Linked DNA regions of Pan troglodytes: region 2 is linked to region 1. The links are chromatin contacts, called in public Hi-C maps. All regions are on one chromosome and are shown on one strand. The core of a region is the stretch at or near the end of the contact, and the rest is flanking DNA. Distances in the headings are between cores, read along the strand shown.

Region 1 (5,085 bases), core at 99-2,598:
ATCAAATGTGTTTCAAATCTATTGATCCTTAGGTTTATCTAAAGATTCTTTAATCCTGATCACTTCTCGGGGTCATGAGCCATATCCTTTTTTTCCTTCCTGCGTAAGGTAGAAACATTGTATTTATCTAAAAGCATTGTATAAAAACATCGTATTTGTCTTTCCCCAATTTTAATAGGGCGGCTATCTAATCTCACACTGATATCCCAGACTTTCGTGCACTGAGCCACTCTCACACAGGATCAAGCTAGAAGTGAGAAGATCTGGTCCGATTCTGCCACAAGATGCTGTGTGTCTTAGGGCACGTTGCCCAGCCTCTCTGACCCGCTGCTTCCTTGTCTAAGCTGGGGCTGTGAGTGTTCACAGCCTTTTGAGTCTGCACATGCTCTAATTGAAGTCATGCCATAGACAAGGATCATGCGCCCTCTCAGTCTTGTTTTTCAGCACTCAAAAGTCATGCTTCTATGATCGTGAATTAGGTTCAGAAAGTGACAAAGTAGTCACAGGAATGTAAAGAGCCCTACCCCACTGAATCAATTGTGACTAAAACACTTTGGAATATAAACTTCTACAATACACACGTATAAGACATAATTACAAAACAACAACAACAACAACAACAACAACTTGGGGGAAGAGTTAGTTGCCCATACGAAAACTAGGGTGGACCTGTGAGGCCACATACCTGCTGTTCTCCTCAGACGGGGAAGTGTTTCAGGGTGGGGCGCCTAGGCAGTCTATTCTTAGGGCTGTGTAATATTAAACCCAGAAAATGTCTGGGTTGCTCTGTCAACAAATATTTATTGGTAGCCAGTATATGCCGGGCCCTGTGCTAGGTATTGGGGGCCTGTAGGTGAACCCTACGGACAGACCCATTCTTTCACGGAGCTAACGTTCTCGTGGGGAAGAGAGGTAATAAACAATTCTAATGATGAATCAGCGATAGAGGATAAAGGGAATCTGTGAGGGAAGAGGGGACATAAACGCTGGGAGGCTGGAAGAGCCCCTTACATGTTATCCACTTGTCCAGACGCCATATTCATAGTTGAGAAAGATGAGGCAGCGACGGTAGTGACCGGCTTGGGCCTAGACTGCGTCAAGCTTGCCAGAGCAGGGCCGGGTGGAAACTGTCTTCCTGCAAAGCCAGGTTTTCCTTCACGGCCCCTCCTAATGATGTTTCTTTTCCTATCATTGTCGAGCCCTTAGACCCCCAGGATCGAGGGAGGGAATACAAGCGCTCAAGCACTCCCTCGTTGGTCCCGGGACACAAGGCCTCGTCCGTCTCACAAGGCCTCGTCCATCTCCCATCACACCCTAGGGCCCGGGCAGAAGCCCGGCGGGGCGGGGCCTCGGACACGCGCCGGTGCGTCCAGCAGGTGGCAGCAGCGAGCGGCCGCGCCCCCTGCGCTGCCAACCCGCGAGCCCGCATCATGGATGTCGAGCTCCCCTATTTCGCATTGCTAGCCCTGGAATTCGAGACCCCAGACGAGGACCAGGATTCATGAAATCAGTCGCAGGGGCCGGGGCAGGGGCCTCTGGCTCCCGACACTGGCCGAGAGGTGGGTTCCGGGGCGGGTCGCTGCTCCTTGAAGCCGGGCGGGGACGCGCTGCCCCCGCCCTGCCTCCCTGTGGTCCACACCCCCTTTGGGCTCCGGAGCCGCTGGGCAGGAATAGTCCGGGGTGCGCGCGAGCAGGCGCTGCCAACCCCACTTCTGCCCGGGATTCCAATCTGAGGAGCAGGAGGACCGGGGCGCTGGTGTCCTGCCGCCTCCTTCTCCTTGCTCTCACCTGCACCTATTAGTCCACGCGCCTTCAAGGCCAGGGGCTACAGCCCAGACAGAGAGGGGACAGCAGAGGGAGAGAGAGCACCTGAGGATACAGAGCTGGCACTGGACTGCCTTTTCACCCCCCAGGTGATGAGTGAGGTTCGAAGAACGGAAGATTTAAAAAGCAGCCGGGGCCTCCGTATTGAATGAAAGACCCAGTGCAAAGACATCACCATGAACACTAGCAGTAAGTGGATCCTCCTCTCCTTTGCCATGGGAACAGGGGTGGGGGCGGGAGGTGAGGGAGCCTGCGCTCGGGCTGCCTGGAAAGAGGAAGGAAGCCTGGCATCTCTGGACACATGACCCCCAGGCTTCTTTTTGGTGCTTTCCGTGCTCCTTGGCAGAGGGATAGCTTCATGACTCTGGCTTTTCGTGATAATTTTGCCAATATTTTATCAGCGGCGCCGGCCGCCTCTGCTGGGAAGGCTGCTCGTCTCCTTCTAGCACTGCCTGGGAAGGCCTAGGAAGCAGTGTGTGGCCATTGTCTGACTGTGGGGGCTCTGAGGAGAACTCCCTGCACACATCTGGAAAACCATGGAGGGCCCTGCCTGTCCCAGAGGTGGGAAGAGCAGGGAGGCTGGCCTGTGGGCAGGCGGGAGGGTAGGTGGGTGTGGGCAGGCAGTGGGCTGGGAAGCTGCAGTTTGATAAACAAATCATCGCCAAGCCACCTTTGGGTCTGGAGATTATGAAAGATCCAGCTCCCGAGTGCCTGCAGCCCGGTGGGCCCAGGGCTGGTTTCTCTATGTACCTGCAGGCTGGTTAGCTATCCTTGAGAACAAGAAGACAGGAACAGCCCTTTGGCCAAGGGCTCTAACATGCCAGAGGCAACAACTGCTTGCAGAGCCAGGACCAGATATTTTGCTGCCAGGTAGGGCCTCAGCTACTGAGAATGCAGTCCGAAATTCAAGAAGGCACAGTCTGTTTCTCTTCAATGTAGCGCTGTGACCTGGGAGGGCATATCTTGGTTCCAGACTCACTCTCCTGCCCTCTTGTCAGCTTGGCCTGTCTAGGTTATTCCAGCATCGCATAGGGCTGTTGAACCAGAGAACCCCTATGAACAGTCACTTCCCTGGGTCTATGACTTTGTTATCAGTCCGCTCTCTGCATCTCAGACTGCTCATCTGTATGATGAGAGGGGTTGAATTAGAAAGCCTTCTAATCGGCCAGGCACCGTGTTCCATGCCTGTAATCCCAGCACTTTGGGAGGCAGAGGCAGGTGGATCACGAGGTCAGGAGTTCGAGACCAGCCTGACCAACATGATGAAACCCCGTCTCTACTAAAAATACAAAAATTAGCCAGGTGTGGTGGTGTGGGCCTGTAATCCCAGCTACTCAAGAGGCTGAGGCAGGAGAATTGCTTGAACCTGGGAGGCAGAGGTTGCAGTGAGCCGAGATCACACCACTGCACTCCAGCCTGGGCGACAGAGTGAGACTCTGTCTCAAATAATAATAATAATAATAATAATAAAAGAAAGCCTTCTAATCTAAGAATCTACACTTTTTTTCTTAAAAAACTAGAGCTGAGCAACAAGGCCAGAACTATCAAGACCTTATTGAAGCTGTATCCAGCCAAAACCTACTATTTCCTCACACACCCCACCCCACCCCCACCTCCTAGCAAGGAAGAGAAAAAAAAAGCAAAAGCTACTGAGATGAAAATAAAATATATTTATTTACTACGTATTTGTATGATTCATCTCTCTGCTGTCTTCCTTTGTGTATTGCATATCTATGCTAAGCTAGCGAGTGTGGCTGGACTCCCTCTGCCTCTTACAGCCAAAGAATTTTGCCTTTTGATTTTGACAGGCTGGAATGGTGTTTTGGCTTCATACCAGGCTCAGGAAAAGAGGAAAATCCTGTAGCCTCTATCAGCTAGTGGGTCACATGTTTGCATTTGCATGTTTTCAGGCAAATAAAGATGTGAGTTGCCTGTCACTTCTCACTATCTCTAGGAAAAAAAAAATGTATTTATGAGAGTCCTTTCCCACTAAGTGACAGAAAAGAAAGATGGCTCATCTATTTTTCAAGGAACTAAGAAAAGAAACAGGCAACTGACTCTGCCCTTTTCTCTCTCTGGAATGCTAAGGAACTCTTGTCCTATTAGTAACACTGAGTATTCCTGAAAGAAGGAAACAGACTATCCTTCTTTTAAGAAAAAGAAAGAAAGAAAAGAAAAAAGAATCAATAGAGTTGGATACTGCAGAATATGAGGACTGGCAAAAATGCCACTACTTTTTATAAGCAGGGAGAGTGTGTGAATTTTGCAGTAATGGAAAATGAACAGAAGAGAATGGCTCAGCAGCCTTGGAAGCCCTCCGGGTTCCCCCCAGGAGGAAGTGCTTCTCTAAACAGACACCTGGGGGACACAGCAAGCACAGAGCTTTGAGGGCTTAACTCCATCATCATGGAGGTACCTCCCAAACCCAAGAGTCTGCAAATGCAGAGAGTAGACATCAGACCTCACAAGAAAAGGAGTAACACAGCCATAGGGTGATATGGATAGGGCATTGGCAGGAGGTCCTTGGGTCACCTGACTAAGCAAAAAAGCTCCCCTTTGAGATGTGAAATTCTTAACTTGATCCTCATGCCTGATATTGTCCCTAATAGAAACTCTTGCTTAGTTTTTCTTTCACTTCTATTTATTTAGTCCTTATTCTCCACCAGCCACCATGCTAAGCACTCCCCTGATTGAGCTCACCAGACTGTCCCACCCAACCTGTGAGATGGGTGTTTTTACTCATTTTATGGGTGAAAATTTGAAGCTGTGTTCAGAAACGTTGTAGTTAATGCTCAGTGGCTTCTTCAAGTCATGCAGTTAATTGTTGGGTTATGAAAGGTACTTGGATGTGTAACACATTTGACACTGAGTACAACTCCTAATCAATGATTCAAATGTCAACACTGAAATAGAGGCAAAGCATGAGATTACAATCATCCCTTTGTACACATGGGGATTGGTAAAACTGTGCATACTAAGTCCTGCAGTCAGCCCTGTGGAACCTGCTTATACAAAGAGTCAGCCCTCAGTGTAGGCAGGTTTCAAATTCTGCAAATACTGTATTTTTTTAAATTTCAACTTTTATTTTAGATTCAGAAGGTACATGTGCAGGTTTTGTTACATGGGTATATTGCATGATGCTGAGCTTTGAGATACACTTGATTCCATGACCCAGGTACTGAGCATAGTACCCAATAGTTAGTTTTTCAACTCTTGCTCTCCTCCCTCCCTTCCCCCTCTAGTAGTGCCCAGTGTCTATTT
Region 2 (5,109 bases), core at 649-3,148, 130 kb after region 1:
AATTGGAAAAGGGGACAGCAACAAAAAGGAACTCAGAAAATAATAATGGCTCATATTTTATAGCTGTTTGTGGTTTATAAAGTGGGTTTGTATTATTTCATTTGCCCTACCAACACTCCTGTGAGGACTTACAGTATGAGGCTTCCCATAGCACAGATGAGCAAGAAAACCTCATTGACGAAAAGTTATTATACTATGTAGTATTTAGATTGGAGCAAAAGTAATAGCGTTTTTTGCCATTACTTTCAGTGGCAAAAACCACTATTACTTTTGCACCAAACTAACAGAACAAGAGCCATGCACAAGTTTTCATACACTGTTCACAACATCACATTTGGTCTGAGTGCTCACATACATACACAGTAAATTACTGATGCAATATTTTAAGAAAATGTTAATTTTAATTTGCCCATAAAAGCAATAGAGAAAATATTCCCGGCCAGGCGCGGTGGCTGGCGCCTGTAATCCCAGCACTTTGGGAGGCCGAGGCAGGTGGATCACCTGAGGTCAGGAGTTCGAGACCAGCCTGGCCAACATGGCGAAACGTCGTCTCTACTAAAAATACAAAAATTTGCCCGGAGTGATGGTGGGCGCCTGTAATCCCAGCTACTCAGGAGGCTGAGGCAGGAGAATTGCTTGAACCCGGGAGGCAGAGGTTGCAGTGAGCCGAGATCGCGCCACTGCACTCCAGCCTCGGCGACAAAGGGAGACTTTTCAAGAAAAAAATAAGAAGAAAAGAAAATATTCCCAGTCCAGGAAAGTACAGGAGGGTCTTTCCCAGGCCTTTTGTTGCCTCCATACCTCTGTGGTAGCTGTTCCCTGTTCCAGAATGTTCTAAGTAGGGAACAGTGGTCAGCTCAAAGCTGAAAACCATGGCCTGGCCCATGGTGGGAGGAGCAGTGTCTAGGAGAACAATTGGTCCTGGACTTTATGAAGGGTCTTAAAGTCAGACATTTGATATTGTGTATAAATGAGTGAGACCTATTTTCACAGGGATATACCAATAAGGTGAAGAAGTTGACATTCTTCATACAGCTTTAAACTTAGATCCCATTACTGTTCCACACTGGTCATAGCAATATTTTCTACCATCTTGCGAAAAGTACACTTATATTGCACTGTATTTTGTATGCTAAAAGTATTCATTTCCACATTTTTTATCACCCTGTTTTGCATGTTTTCACGTGTTATTCATTTCTCTATTCTTTTTCTGAATTCTCCCAGATCCTCGTTATGTTTTCACGTTTTAGTACACAAGGAACCTCAAAAGTTGAAAGTGTCCCAAGCCCTTGCCCACCTTTCAGCAAGCCTCTCTTTCTCCCTTTCCCAGATGCTTTTCTTTCTGAAGATCTTTGTTATTATTTAACTCCTCTTTCGCAACACCACTGACATTGCACCGGCATCGCCGCGGGCCCTCTGTCTGGCTTAGAAGGTGCTCAAGAAAGACCCGCGGCGAATGGAGAAGACAAGCCCAAAGCCAGGAAATGGGTGGCGGCTGCAGGGAAGGGGGTTTTGATTCCATAGGATAAAAACGCGCTCCAACAGTCTCCGCATTCCGGCATGGAGCCGGCTGAGGGGTGCGGTGGTAAGACCCCATCGCTAGCGGAGTGCAAGCAAAGCCGCACACCTCCTGGGTCCGGGCTGGGGCAGGCCGCGCGGGCGCGGGAACGAAAGCGTGCGGACGGGGAAAAGGGTCCTCCAAGCCCAAGTGGGAGCGCCGCGGAGGGCGAGCGAGCGGCAGGGCGCGGCGCGGGCGTGTGCGGCACCACGGGACAGCGGGCTGCGGCCCAGGGGGCGAGGCGTGCTCGGGTCTATTCCGGGAGCGGCTCTGAGGGGCGGGCGCGGGCGCGGGCGGGGCGGGGGCTGCCGGCGAGCATCCTGTCTGGGGGAGGGGACCGCAGAGAGCGCCGGCCGCTGGGCTGGCCTGAGAGCGCAGCGCGCCGGCCGCCACCAGCCGCGCCGGAGCCCCTGCGCCCTGCGGCCCGCTCCCCGGGGACCGGGCCGGCGCCATGGACCGAGGCCAGGGTAAGAGGGGCCGCGACGCCTGCACTTGTTGCTGCGCCGGGCGGGAAAGGGAGACTGGACGATCTGAAGCCGGAGAGGAGGAGGGAGAGAGGCGGGCGGTGGGGCGGGGGCTGAGGAACGCTCGGAGGGGACTGGGAGACGCGGCGCTTATGCAAAGGTGCCTCCGGCTGCCGGGACAACCCGGTGCGTGTCAACGCCCGTGTCCTGGGGCCAACTCGCCTCTTGTGTGTGAAATCAGAGTTTTCATAGGCTAAGGATTTGTAACTTCATAAAAGATCCCCCTCTAGTTTCCGGAGGACAGCGAGCTCCTCCCACCTCATTCCACTCTAAAGGGTAAAACAAGGTGTACAGGTTCAACTCCCGAAACACCCGCTGTGGGCAGCCCCTAGGGAGAAGCTCCAGGGGACCGAAGTTTGCAGCTGCCTAGGGCATTGCGAGAAGGAGGAGCGCCGTGAGCAGGCGCGCGTGTGCATGCCTGTGTGCGCCAGGCAGGGAGGAGGCGGGGGTGGTTCTATCCCGCACCAGCTGTGTCCTCGGCCCAGCCCTTCTCTCTGGACCAGCGACAAAGTTGGATTAGATGGTCTCCAAGGCACCTTGCCGACCCTTTTCCAGTGTATTTGGTAGACGTTTCACAGAAGTGGAAGGGACTTACTGAAATTGAGATTGACATGAGCCGAGAGGGCAGCATTCGTAGGGGGCTAGCGCACATTTTTTTCTGTTTGTTTTGTTTTGTTTGAGACGGCGTTTCGCTCTTGTTGCCCAGGCTAGGGTGAAGTGGCGCGATCTTGGCTCACTGCAACCTCCGCCTCCCGGGTTCAAGCGATTCTCCTACCTCAGCCTCCGGAGTAGCTGGGATTAGAGGCATGCGCCACCACACCCGGCTAATTTTTGTATTTTTAGCAGAGACGGGGTTTCACCATATTGGCCAGGCTGGTCTGGAGCTCCTGACCTCAGGTGATCAGCCGGCCACGGCCTCTCAAAGTGCTGGGATTACGGGCGTGAGCCACCGCGCCTGGCAGCGCACATTTTAAGTAAAGGTCTAGACATGGCCTTTGGCAATGGCCAGATGGGCATGTGTGTGTCTGTAAAGAAGTGGCCTGCTTGGACATGTGAACAGTGTCAGAGGCTGGGAATCAGAACCCCAGGGTTTCAGTCTGCACCTCTGGGATCCAAAGAGATCACAGGTGTGAAGGCACTAGATAAACTAGTGAGTGCTGTGCCAACAGGCGAAGTGTTGTTGTTGTTGTTATTAATAATGGAAAATTCCTTCCCCTCCCCACGATAATCTCACACCTCTCCCCCATCTGCCTGTTTGCTGTGCTGAGCCCCCGAAGGGAGGAAAAAAAGAAGGGAACAGGGGCATGGGAGCAATTAGCAGGCACTGGGGCAGGGATGAGCCGGGAGCAGGTGTGGGGTAACCTCCCTTACTCCTGTTAAACGGAAAGTCAGGCTTGGCGAGCTCAGAGGGCCAGAGGGGAGTCCTGGCTTCCAGGTCAACCTCCTCACTGGCCCCTCCCCAACACAGAATACTGGATTCACCTTCTCCTTCAGGGACTGGGAAGGGCAGGCAGGAAAGAGAGTGGGCTTCTGTTTGGTTCTTTAGCAACTGAGGCCTAGATTTGTAAAGCAGTTCTCACCTGTTAACTGATTTCTAGGCAAGTGTGAAGAGTGTATATCAGGGAGGAAAAACAGAGAGAAGAGGCACCTCTCACACCCCTCAGTCCTGCTGTTCCCACCTCCTGCATAATGCGTCTAAAGCAAATACCACCATCCACCCTCCCCTTCACACTCCTAGTCGCCCGCCACCTCCCCCACCTCTCCACCACCCCTACTCCCCACCAGTTTTTAAATACCACCCTGTCTGATCTCCAGTACAAAAATCCATACCTAGGCCTACCCAGGCCTGTGGAAAGTGCACTGTGTCATCCTAAGACAGAGTGACAATAGTTCACTTCACTTTAAATGCTTGGTAACCAACAACCTCCACGTCAGAAGGCTGCCTCCAGAGCACTCTTCCTAGGAAGTCAGACTTCCCAGGAATCCCTTGGTGCTGAGAGCCTAGGAGGGCTCTGACCTGCTCTCTCCCTGCAGGCTTTTCTAGTCTGCTATCTTTCTTTACACCTCTTGTCGCAACTTTATAGACATAGTTATCTGACTCTTTAGTGTCGGCCTCCCTACCCGGAAGTAAGCTTCAGGAAGGCAAGGAGTGGATCTATTGTGATCAATCTGCTGACACTGCACCTGGCACATAGTGCACCGTGAGGAGCTCCAACAGTGGTTTAATTAGTAAAATACAACACACTTTATAGTGCACCTCGAATTGATTACTTGTACAGCAATACTTAGTAGTATTCTCTTTTTAAAAATCAACATTGCTGTACAAGTAATCAGTTTGAGAATAGTACTAAGTATACTCAGATCAGTTCTTGGTGACTTACAAAGGCCATCTCAAGTAAAGTGGTCTTGTGGCTGGGCACACAAGATCAGTTTAACTGTCTGGCTCCTCAGTTCTCTACTCTGATAAATAATTGCAAACACAACCGTTTATGAATCAGAATGAAAAATCTGCATGCATTTTTAAGATAAAACATGAGACTTAAAGTATTCCAGGCTGGGCACCGTGGCTCACGCCCATAACCCCAACACTTTGGGAGGCCAAGGTGGGTGGATCACTTGAGGTCAGGAGTTCGAGACCAGCCTGCCCAACATGGTGAAACCACATCTCTACTAAAAATACAAAAATTAGCTGGGTGTGGTGGCGGGCACCTGTAATCCCAGCTACTCGGGAGGCTGCGACAGGAGAGGAGGCATCGCTTGAACCTGGGAGGTGGAGGTTGCAGTGAGCCGAGATCGAGCCATTGCACTCCAGCCTGGGCGACACAGCAAGATTCCGTCTCAAAAAAAAAAAAAAAAAAAGTATTCCAGCAGACCTTTCTTGTACCCCTGTTCCCAGGCAGGTGTGCACTCTCTTCTGTCATCAGGGAAGGCTTAAGAAGCACAGGTCTCATTTCAGCCTCCTGCCTACCATGTGAGAGATGGGACTGTCATGCCCAGCTGACTAGGGAAGAAAACCACACATTGGTA

The links. Hi-C and Micro-C count contacts between places; a contact is called where the count stands out from the background.
Region 2: a contact with region 1 is called in a Hi-C map of stem cell-derived neural progenitor cells, with 3 times the contacts expected there. The contact joins the promoter of AFAP1L1 here to the promoter of SH3TC2 in region 1. A contact is called at or near these places in 3 of 7 Hi-C or Micro-C datasets (blood, induced pluripotent stem cells and stem cell-derived neural progenitor cells), 1 of 1 datasets of contacts at active chromatin or transcription factors (stem cell-derived excitatory neurons) and 1 of 1 other capture datasets (stem cell-derived neural stem cells).

The regions. Positions count from the first base shown.
Region 1 is chr4:146,870,090-146,875,174 of NHGRI_mPanTro3-v2.0_pri, forward strand. It overlaps SH3TC2 (SH3 domain and tetratricopeptide repeats 2), which reads right to left and starts at 1,349. Exons shown (of 17, transcript XM_063810804.1): 1 at 1,012-1,349. ABLIM3 (actin binding LIM protein family member 3) reads left to right here and starts at 1,382. Exons shown (of 24, transcript XM_001162953.5): 1 at 1,382-1,559; 2 at 1,914-2,013. The coding sequence starts at 2,001. It overlaps LOC134809985 (a long non-coding RNA gene), which reads left to right and starts at 2,026. Exons shown (of 2, transcript XR_010157035.1): 1 at 2,026-2,694; 2 at 3,345-5,085.
Region 2 is chr4:146,999,581-147,004,689 of NHGRI_mPanTro3-v2.0_pri, forward strand. AFAP1L1 (actin filament associated protein 1 like 1) reads left to right here and starts at 1,899. Exons shown (of 19, transcript XM_518027.6): 1 at 1,899-2,025. The coding sequence starts at 2,010.